2 separate regions of the Hordeum vulgare genome follow, and region 2 is linked to region 1. Evidence: chromatin contacts called from public Hi-C data. All regions are on one chromosome and are shown on one strand. Each heading gives the region's core, a stretch centred on a gene start, on an enhancer-like site or on the middle of the called end of the contact. The rest is flanking DNA. Distances are from core to core; before and after follow the strand shown. Region 1 holds the start of LOC123403126 (serine/threonine-protein kinase RIPK-like). Region 2 holds the start of LOC123400953 (isoleucine--tRNA ligase, chloroplastic/mitochondrial).

What was found. A called contact is a pair of places that touch in the nucleus more often than the background predicts.
Region 2: a Hi-C map of seedling shows a contact between it and region 1, with 2.9 times the contacts expected there. The contact joins the promoter of LOC123400953 here to the promoter of LOC123403126 in region 1. A contact is called at or near these places in 4 of 6 Hi-C or Micro-C datasets (leaf, seedling and an unstated tissue).

The regions. Positions count from the first base shown.
Region 1 is chr6H:527,396,187-527,400,216 of MorexV3_pseudomolecules_assembly, reverse strand. It overlaps LOC123403126 (serine/threonine-protein kinase RIPK-like), which reads left to right and starts at 2,197. Exons shown (of 3, transcript XM_045097089.1): 1 at 2,197-2,906; 2 at 3,021-3,157; 3 at 3,977-4,030. The coding sequence starts at 2,348.
Region 2 is chr6H:527,538,267-527,542,296 of MorexV3_pseudomolecules_assembly, reverse strand. It overlaps LOC123400953 (isoleucine--tRNA ligase, chloroplastic/mitochondrial), which reads right to left and starts at 1,949. Exons shown (of 22, transcript XM_045094668.1): 1 at 1,708-1,949; 2 at 1,465-1,633; 3 at 226-380; 4 at 40-141. The coding sequence starts at 1,731.

The DNA of each region.
Region 1 (4,030 bases), core at 948-3,447:
AATCTGGTCCAAGACCTTTTCTCGGGAGTCAATGGACGGTTACCCGTCACCCTTTGGGACGTACAGGTATGTAACGGGAGGTCACGTACGTCACGGACGCGTAATGCATATCGCCAGGTCGTCGCCCCATGCACGCATGCATGCACCTCGCATGCCGCGCGCTAGCTCGAGGAAGAGCCTCCAATCCTAAACGTGCGTAAATCCACATGTTTCACCGTTGTTTTTTATGACAAAAGATGCTGCTCCAAGACCGTTGCCTCGGACAACACGTACGCACATGCAGATCGATATACAGAGGCGAAGAAGGTTCTGCGCTGCACTTTCGCCTGGCCTTCCCCAGCCACTGCCCTTTGACAAAAGACGTCTGTGCAGAGGAAGAAAAAAAAACCACACGCGACCAGTTGGTCAAATCATATTTCATCCTACGCAACTGCTAGCACCGTTTGATCGGGCCGTGCGTGCTTAGCTTAACTGCGTTATAATCAACTGCATAAGTGGATATCGATCGCAACGTGTGTAGTTGAGCCTTTCAACACTGTCAGCAAACATATTCGAGGTTTCCAACAGCTTCCTGCTGCTCAGGCATCTTCGTTTCCAACAGCTTTTCAGCTAGACGTACGATAAGATCGGTGAACAGCGTTATGAGTTTCCATGGCAGTGCTTTGAAATTTTCTACACTAATCTTTTCAAGAAAATATACATGTTGTCGAAATCCCCATAGTTGTTGAGAATTAAACTAGTATAGCAATTAACAGGAGAAACATACCTACGCCCGAATTGGTCTTGTCAAAGACGCCTCTTGATTAGGCTACCAGTGGGCGCGTCGCCATCTTACCTTCGACGTGAGAGCGACTGGCCTACGGTACGACGCTGCAAGCTAGCTAGCGCACAACAAAACACCTTAGCATAACCGCATGGCATATGTGGTAAGCAACCTATAAACTATTCAAACAAACAAAAAAAACGCCTTAGTATAGTACGATAGCCGGCCAAACGCATCGTTTCCAAAAGCGAGAGGCACCCACAAGAGTTCCCACAGCGCTGACACTGACACATATATAACGCGCAGCTCAACCCTTCCATCGTCAATCTCACACTATTAAACCGTTAATTTCCCCCATCAATCTCAAACTATTAAACTGTTAATTTCTCAAATGGTAACTAAAGGCAGGTGGCCATTTCTCAGCTTGTTTGCCCGATCGATGCTGCCGATTCCCTCAAAGCATCTCCAACAGCAGCACAAAAATAGCGCGTTCAATAAAAAATTTAGCACATCACTGTAGCACTTTTAAAACACGAGGACCGGAGTATCTTCAACGGATGCGCGTTAATGGAGCGCCCAATCCAACCCAATCCAACGACCCCACCGGCAGCAGCACAAAGTTTGTTACGCGCGCAAGCGGGCGCACCAAATATGCTACGCGCGATAGCGCTTTTCAAGGCGCGTCCAAAAGTTTTTAGCGTGCGCACTGTTTTACAGCGTCTATTGAAGCTGTCCGACATCCAAAAAACGAATTTTTTATCATGCGGAGCATTTTTTAAACAACTGTTGAAGATGGTGTCAGCAACCATCCGAACTCCGAAGACGCAGCTAGCGGTGTAAAAGAAACGCCATCGATTTCCCGGCAAAGAAAAGGAAAAGAGGAAATAATAATAATAAGTGGTAAACAAAATTACAACCCATCCCTCGAAATTTTTTTTTGCTACAGCTAGCGTGCATCACAGCGCGTCGACACGTACGAGCAGCATCCCTGTCATGCGCACTGGCCGGAAACCGCATGCCGGCAAGAGAATTGCAGCGCATGCACTCTTGGAGAGCCAAGCACACGAGCTAGAGTCCACACGCGTCGCCGTCGCTACGTACACACGTCGGACGCCGGCCGCCAGCTGCGTTCCGGGTCATTTTTTCCTTGCAGCTAGCCAGCTAGCTAGCGGTCGAGCCAGTCGCACTCACCTTCAACCCACCAGGCCAGCACACAACACCCAGCTCGCCGGAGCAACCTCGCCGTGCAGCATCGACGTCGTCACCGGCCGCGCAGCCCACGCGGGTTCCTTTCATTCGTCTACCTCGCCGCGTCGCTCCGGTCAAACCGTCGACGGGCCCTTCCGTTTACACCCTCCCCCCGTGACCAGGACCCGATCCGTCCGTCCGACCAACCCATCACCCTCACCCCGCTATATATACACACGCGCACGCGCCACCCACCCTCAATCATCCATCTCTTCTCGTCAACCCATCATCCATTCTCCCAATCCCCATTGTTCGTTGCACTCCATCACGACACCCACCAGGGACGAACCACTCGACCTCCATCCATCCATCGACCGCAGCATCGCCGGCGGCACGATGAGGGCGTTCCTGATGGGCTGCTTCCACCCGCGCGGCGGCGCCACGGACCCGGCCGCGGTGGCGGACGGCGACGAGGCGGCCACGGCCACGGCCACGGCCAAGGCCACGGCGCCGCCCACCAGGAAGGGCAAGAAGAAGTCGATGCGGCGGGCGCCGAGCGCGACGGCGAGGCTGCGCTCCCTCTCCTTCGACGACCTGTCCCGGACGCTGGCCTCGTCGGGGATGCACGCCTTCACGGTCGCCGAGCTGCGGGCCGCCACCCGCAACTTCTCCGGCAGCCACTTCATCGGGGAGGGCGGGTTCGGGCCGGTCTACAAGGGCTTCCTCGACGACAAGGTGGTCGCCGGGATGCAGCCGCAGCACGTGGCCGTCAAGTACCTGGACGCCGAGGGGCCGCAGGGCCACCGAGAGTGGCTCGCCGAGGTCGTCTACCTCGGCATGCAGCTCAGCCACCCGCACCTGGTCAAGCTCGTCGGATACTGCTACCAGGAGCACCACCGCATGCTCGTCTACGAGTACATGGCCCGCGGCAGCCTCGAGCACCACCTCTTCAAGAGTAAGCAGCACTGCACCAGAGTCGTCATCCATGAGAATTTGTTCGTCCATCACGGTAGTATACATGGCGCCGCCGACATGTTTGCTGATCTGGGATATGGTTCTCGTTGCGCAGATCTGCTGGCGAGCTTGCCGTGGGCAACGAGGCTGAAGATCGCGGTGGGGGCGGCCAAGGGGCTGGCGTTCCTGCACGAGGCCGAGACGCCGGTCATCTACAGGGACTTCAAGGCCTCCAACATCCTGCTCGAATCGGTCAGTGCTCTTCTTCCGTCCCATCCCTACCAACTCCGGCCGGCGGGCATATCATATCCCCGTTCATACCTCCATTAATTTCCTCCGTATACACGCACGCACGACTAGTTCGTACGAGTATATATGATATGATATGATATGATGACCGTCTCCTTCACCCGCTTCCTGCGTACGTACGTGCCAGCACGTTTTGAAACCAGCTAGTTGGCCGATCTCTGTCGGTTTGCTATTTTGTTTTGTTGATCTAGCTTCTCAAAGACTTGATCCGTTGAACGAGCAAAGCCATGGACTAAATCTCGATTAGTACTACTTAATTACCCGTTGGCCACTGACTAGCACAAGTTTTGAATATGCGTAGAAGCAGTAGCCTTTTTCCCGGGTTGAATTGCCCATGCCTCGGACGGGATCGCACAAGCATAAATTAAATGTCCCTGTCAGTGTGAGGAGGTAGGAAACGTACGTACCTGCCCTCGAGGATAATACAAAATTGGCCTCTTCTTGTTCCTAATTAATTCTCCTAGGCTAGGCTGCAGGAGCCGGCCAACATAGTCGCACATGTCTAAATCAACCACACCTACAGCATACATCTACTCCAGTATATATAATCATGATCACCTAACCCAGCCACCATACTTGACACTCCATCTAACCACGTACGTAGTACAAATGTCAAAATACCACACAAGCAGAAACAGTTGGGTACACATCCACCCAAACAACCCTGCACGCACATCACGTGTTTATTACTCCAGTAATTACCATTAACACACGTCGATCGAGCGGTGATTCTGACCTTGTGTGGTGGTTATGTTACTGCAGGACTACACGGCGAAGCTGTCGGACTTCGGGCTGGCCAAGGAGGGGCCGTCGGGG
Region 2 (4,030 bases), core at 700-3,199, 140 kb before region 1:
TGTGCGTATAGCTAGATGAAATTCACAGAGAGCTGATACCTTGTAGCGATTTATAATATCTTTGAGAACTTTATTCAGCGCATGACCCATGTGAAGATCACCATTAGCATAAGGCGGCCCATCATGAAGAGTAAATGTAGCCTAATCAAACAACCAAGAAAACCAACTAGGTCAGACGAATAGTTTCGTTTTCATTTATAGCTCTATCTGAAAAAGTAAACTCACCCCGGTATTCCTTTCGGACACCCTCTTCAGCACCTGGTTCTCCTCCCACAACTTCTGGAGCTCCGGCTCGCGCATAACAGAGTTTGCTCTCAAGCCGAAACTCGTCTTTGGGAGGTCCACCGTGTGCTTGTATTTCCCATCTTCTTGTTTCGCACCTAGGAAAAACCGACAAGCTATCAGTTCCAGGTACCTCTGTGTTCTAACACCCCAAGGAGGACCAATGACTAAAGCAAGACTCAACCTGTCAAACATCGATTAACTGCTTATTTCAATTCAAACGTTCCAGATCAGACCACGTATATCATTACGAGCTTTTCATTTTGAAAAATGCCAAATCGGACTACTTATACTGTTTCCTGCAAAAAGAAGACTATCTATACCATTAAGGATCAGTAGCTCGGTTAAAACACCTGCTAGTAATGAGATGTCATATTGAGACTCAATTGAAGGTACTTTTCTCCCCATGACTGCACTCAGGTATATTAAACACGGAGAGTTTTTCTAACTTTCAACTCTGAACTTCTAAGAATAGCAAAACTATTCATTAAATCATCAAATTCCCATATTCTAGGTATATATAGCATATAATCTCAATAGGCTTGCGTCATCACAAGCACAATCACCACCATCTGAGCACTGCTTCCACAATAATCCAACATCTAAAATAAGCTCGTTGTGTTCTTCTAGTTATTCACAAAATGAAAACAAAGATTGCTTTGATACCGAGACACCGGATGTAGAAAGCTTATATTGATGGAAGTCTTATACCGACCAAAAAGAAAACATGGTGACAAATTGTGATGAAGGCATAGACACATTAAATAGAAAATTGTATAATTAATGATCTACTAATTACAATGAAATGACCCAGCATGCATAATGAGTCCGAACAAGAATGACGTTTGTCAAAGAGCAACGTCTATCAAGCTAAACCGACCAGATTAAGCTTGAGTTACACGCAGTGAACACCCCGTCAGTTCCAACAACGACCACGGGCAAATTTCACTCAAAACCTCATCAGCACTCGATCCGAAGCTCAGGAAACTGCACTCAAATTGATTCGTGTAATCCTACTAGTGCTTGTGTCCCTATATAGTGCCTAACACCGGGTGCAATTCGCGAGCAATCCACCTCAAAAGCTGACGCCCCATTGCAACACCAAACAGACTGTCGCCGATTCCCCCTAAAGCAAAAACCCCACCCTGAACCCCTCAATGACAGGAGCGAGAGACGGCTCACCCTCCGCGGCCTTCTTCGCGGCCATGACGGGGCCCCGGGACCGGCGCTTCGAGGCCGACGACGACGGGGCGAAGAGGTCGCTCAGCTCGGTGGAGAACGGCCGCCGCGCCGCCACCGGCGCCGCCCCCAGCCTGCGCAGCGGGAAGCGGCATCTCTGCGTCGAGAAGACCTGCGGAAGAGCGGGGGCTCGTGAGGAATGCCTCCAGGAGGTTCGGCGGTACAAGGGAAGGGGGGCGCGCTTACGCGACAGCAGGAGGCGGCGTCCATCAGACGCCGGCGCCGCGAGACGAGCGGGCGACTTCCGTAGGGGAGGGGGGGGCGCCCGGCCGGTCGACGGCGAGGTGGGTTCTGCTATGGGCGCGGCAATGGCGGCATCGGGGGATAAGGGGATTGGCGAGCGAGGGGAGAGGGGAGGAGGGGGAGGGCCTGAACCGGAGAAGAGGGGTGTGGAGGGGGTTGGCTCGTTCGCGGAGGCCGGTGAGGCTGCAGTGTGGGGCCGTCTTGGTTGGGCCATTTGTGTTCGGGAGGAGGGGGGTCGTCATGGTTGGGCCACTTTGTGAGGAGGGGCTACTGGGCTAGGCCGTGCTGCAGAGGTCAACTTGGGCTCTCTTAGCTGTTCGACACGCTTGTCCACTTGGCCCAGTAAATGGACAGCCTTCCAAACTTGTCGTGGGCCTTCTAAGGATCATTTGAGGTGGGCTAAGAGCGTGTTACTTGACCCACTTCTCAGCTACCATCATGTGTCGTATTTTGGATCTTCGCCTCAATTTTTATTTTCTTTTCTCGCACGTATTTTTGGCTTTTTGTATGGGTTCTTTTTGTTTGCTTTCTGTCGGTCTTTCTTAGCTTTTTTTGGGTGTTTGTGTGTGTGCGTGTGTGTGTGTGGGGAGGTAAATTTCAGAAGAAAACAAATACATGGAAAATGCGTTTTCTTTTTTCCTTCGGCCAAAAGCCCGGTTTTGCTTCCGTGAAGAGGCATGAATTTTCTTCTGTGAGATGTCGTGTCTCTTTGAAATAAAAAAACACATTTTTTTTCTTTCGCGAGAGGCACGACTGTGCCTCTTTGAAAAAAAAATGTGTTTTTTTTGTATCCTTCCGCAAGAGGCATGATTTTGCTTTTGTAAGAGGCATGGATTTGTTTTCGCAAGAGACACGGTCGTACTTTTCTAAAACACAAAAAAATTGTGTTTTTTTTCTCGTAAGAGATGCGGTTTTGCTTTCGCGAGAGGCATGGTTGTGCCTCTTTAAAATGAAGAAAAAGAATATGTGTTTTTCTTTCGTGAGTGATATGGTTTTGCTTCCACAAGAGACGCAAATTTACTTCCTCGAGAGACACGACATGCCTTTCAAAAACAAAACAAAAACATGTTTTATTTATTATTTTTCCTTTCGAGAGAAGTATAGTTTTTTGTAAAAAAAAAATCATCAAAACCTATCAACATAAAATCTAATTTTCAAGATCTCATCGTGAGAAATGCAATGGTGAAAACTGTTCAAGATTTAAACACACAGTTTAAAAGATAAAATATTTTAAATAAATGAATCAATGAAAAAAAGAAAAACTCGCACAACAAGTGGCACGCAAACTTAGAAGGCGGGAGTGACCTTTACAAAGAGCACTACTTAATTAATAATTTTGGAATAGTTTTTTCACTAAAAAACTACTTTTGCTTTTTGACAAGGCAGCAGTCTGAAGAAGAGACGCACAAGAGAAAGAAGAACGTCTCAAGGGCTTTGTTACCCTCGATAAATCTCAGCTTGTTTGCAGTTAATATCGAAACCATCATCCCCAAAAACAAAAATTGAAAAGCTTTGCAAAGTTCAAAATCAGGACCTCTCGTCCATTCATCATGATTTCAAGGAGATTTTGCTTCATACCAATCTCCATGCATGCTCATGATGGAGCGCTGGAATCGTTATTCTTTACTTTAGTTTGTTCGAAGGGTAGTGGTATCCCCAACCCGTCCATCAGGATTAAAGTCCTAGACACCGATGTTTATATTTTCTTTATTTACTTCAAGCACTTCAGCAATATATGTACAGTAAATAAAATAAGATGTTCCCGCCGACTTTTTTTTGGGACCCGCCGACTATAAAGGTGTCGATGACGACCTCGTTAGTTTCAGTATAATGTGCCGGCTCACACTGGTGGCTCTTAAGCAAAATTGGGCGGGGCGGCAGTTTTGTTGAAAACCAATAGGCAAAATGTTGGGTTTCTTAAAGATGGCCCGCGCACTCATTTTATTGCAGTTCCATCATCGCCGGTTCAATCTCTTTTATGTGCTCACAGAGGTAGGATGCATAGGCGCGTAATTATATATATATGGATGTATGCGTATATGTATGGGTGTTTACATTTGTACTTTTTCTAAAAAAATGTTTGCTGGGAACATGATGAAGCATGAAGTGTCCCTAATGATGAACTAATTAAATGTACTCCTTCCGTATCACAACAATTGTTGTTGAAAAGAACTAGTCTAATTTTTCTTAATAACAAATATTTAGAGACAGAGAAAGTAGCAGCGAGAGGGAATGGAAAACTGAGACGGGAGGAATAGGACGCCAG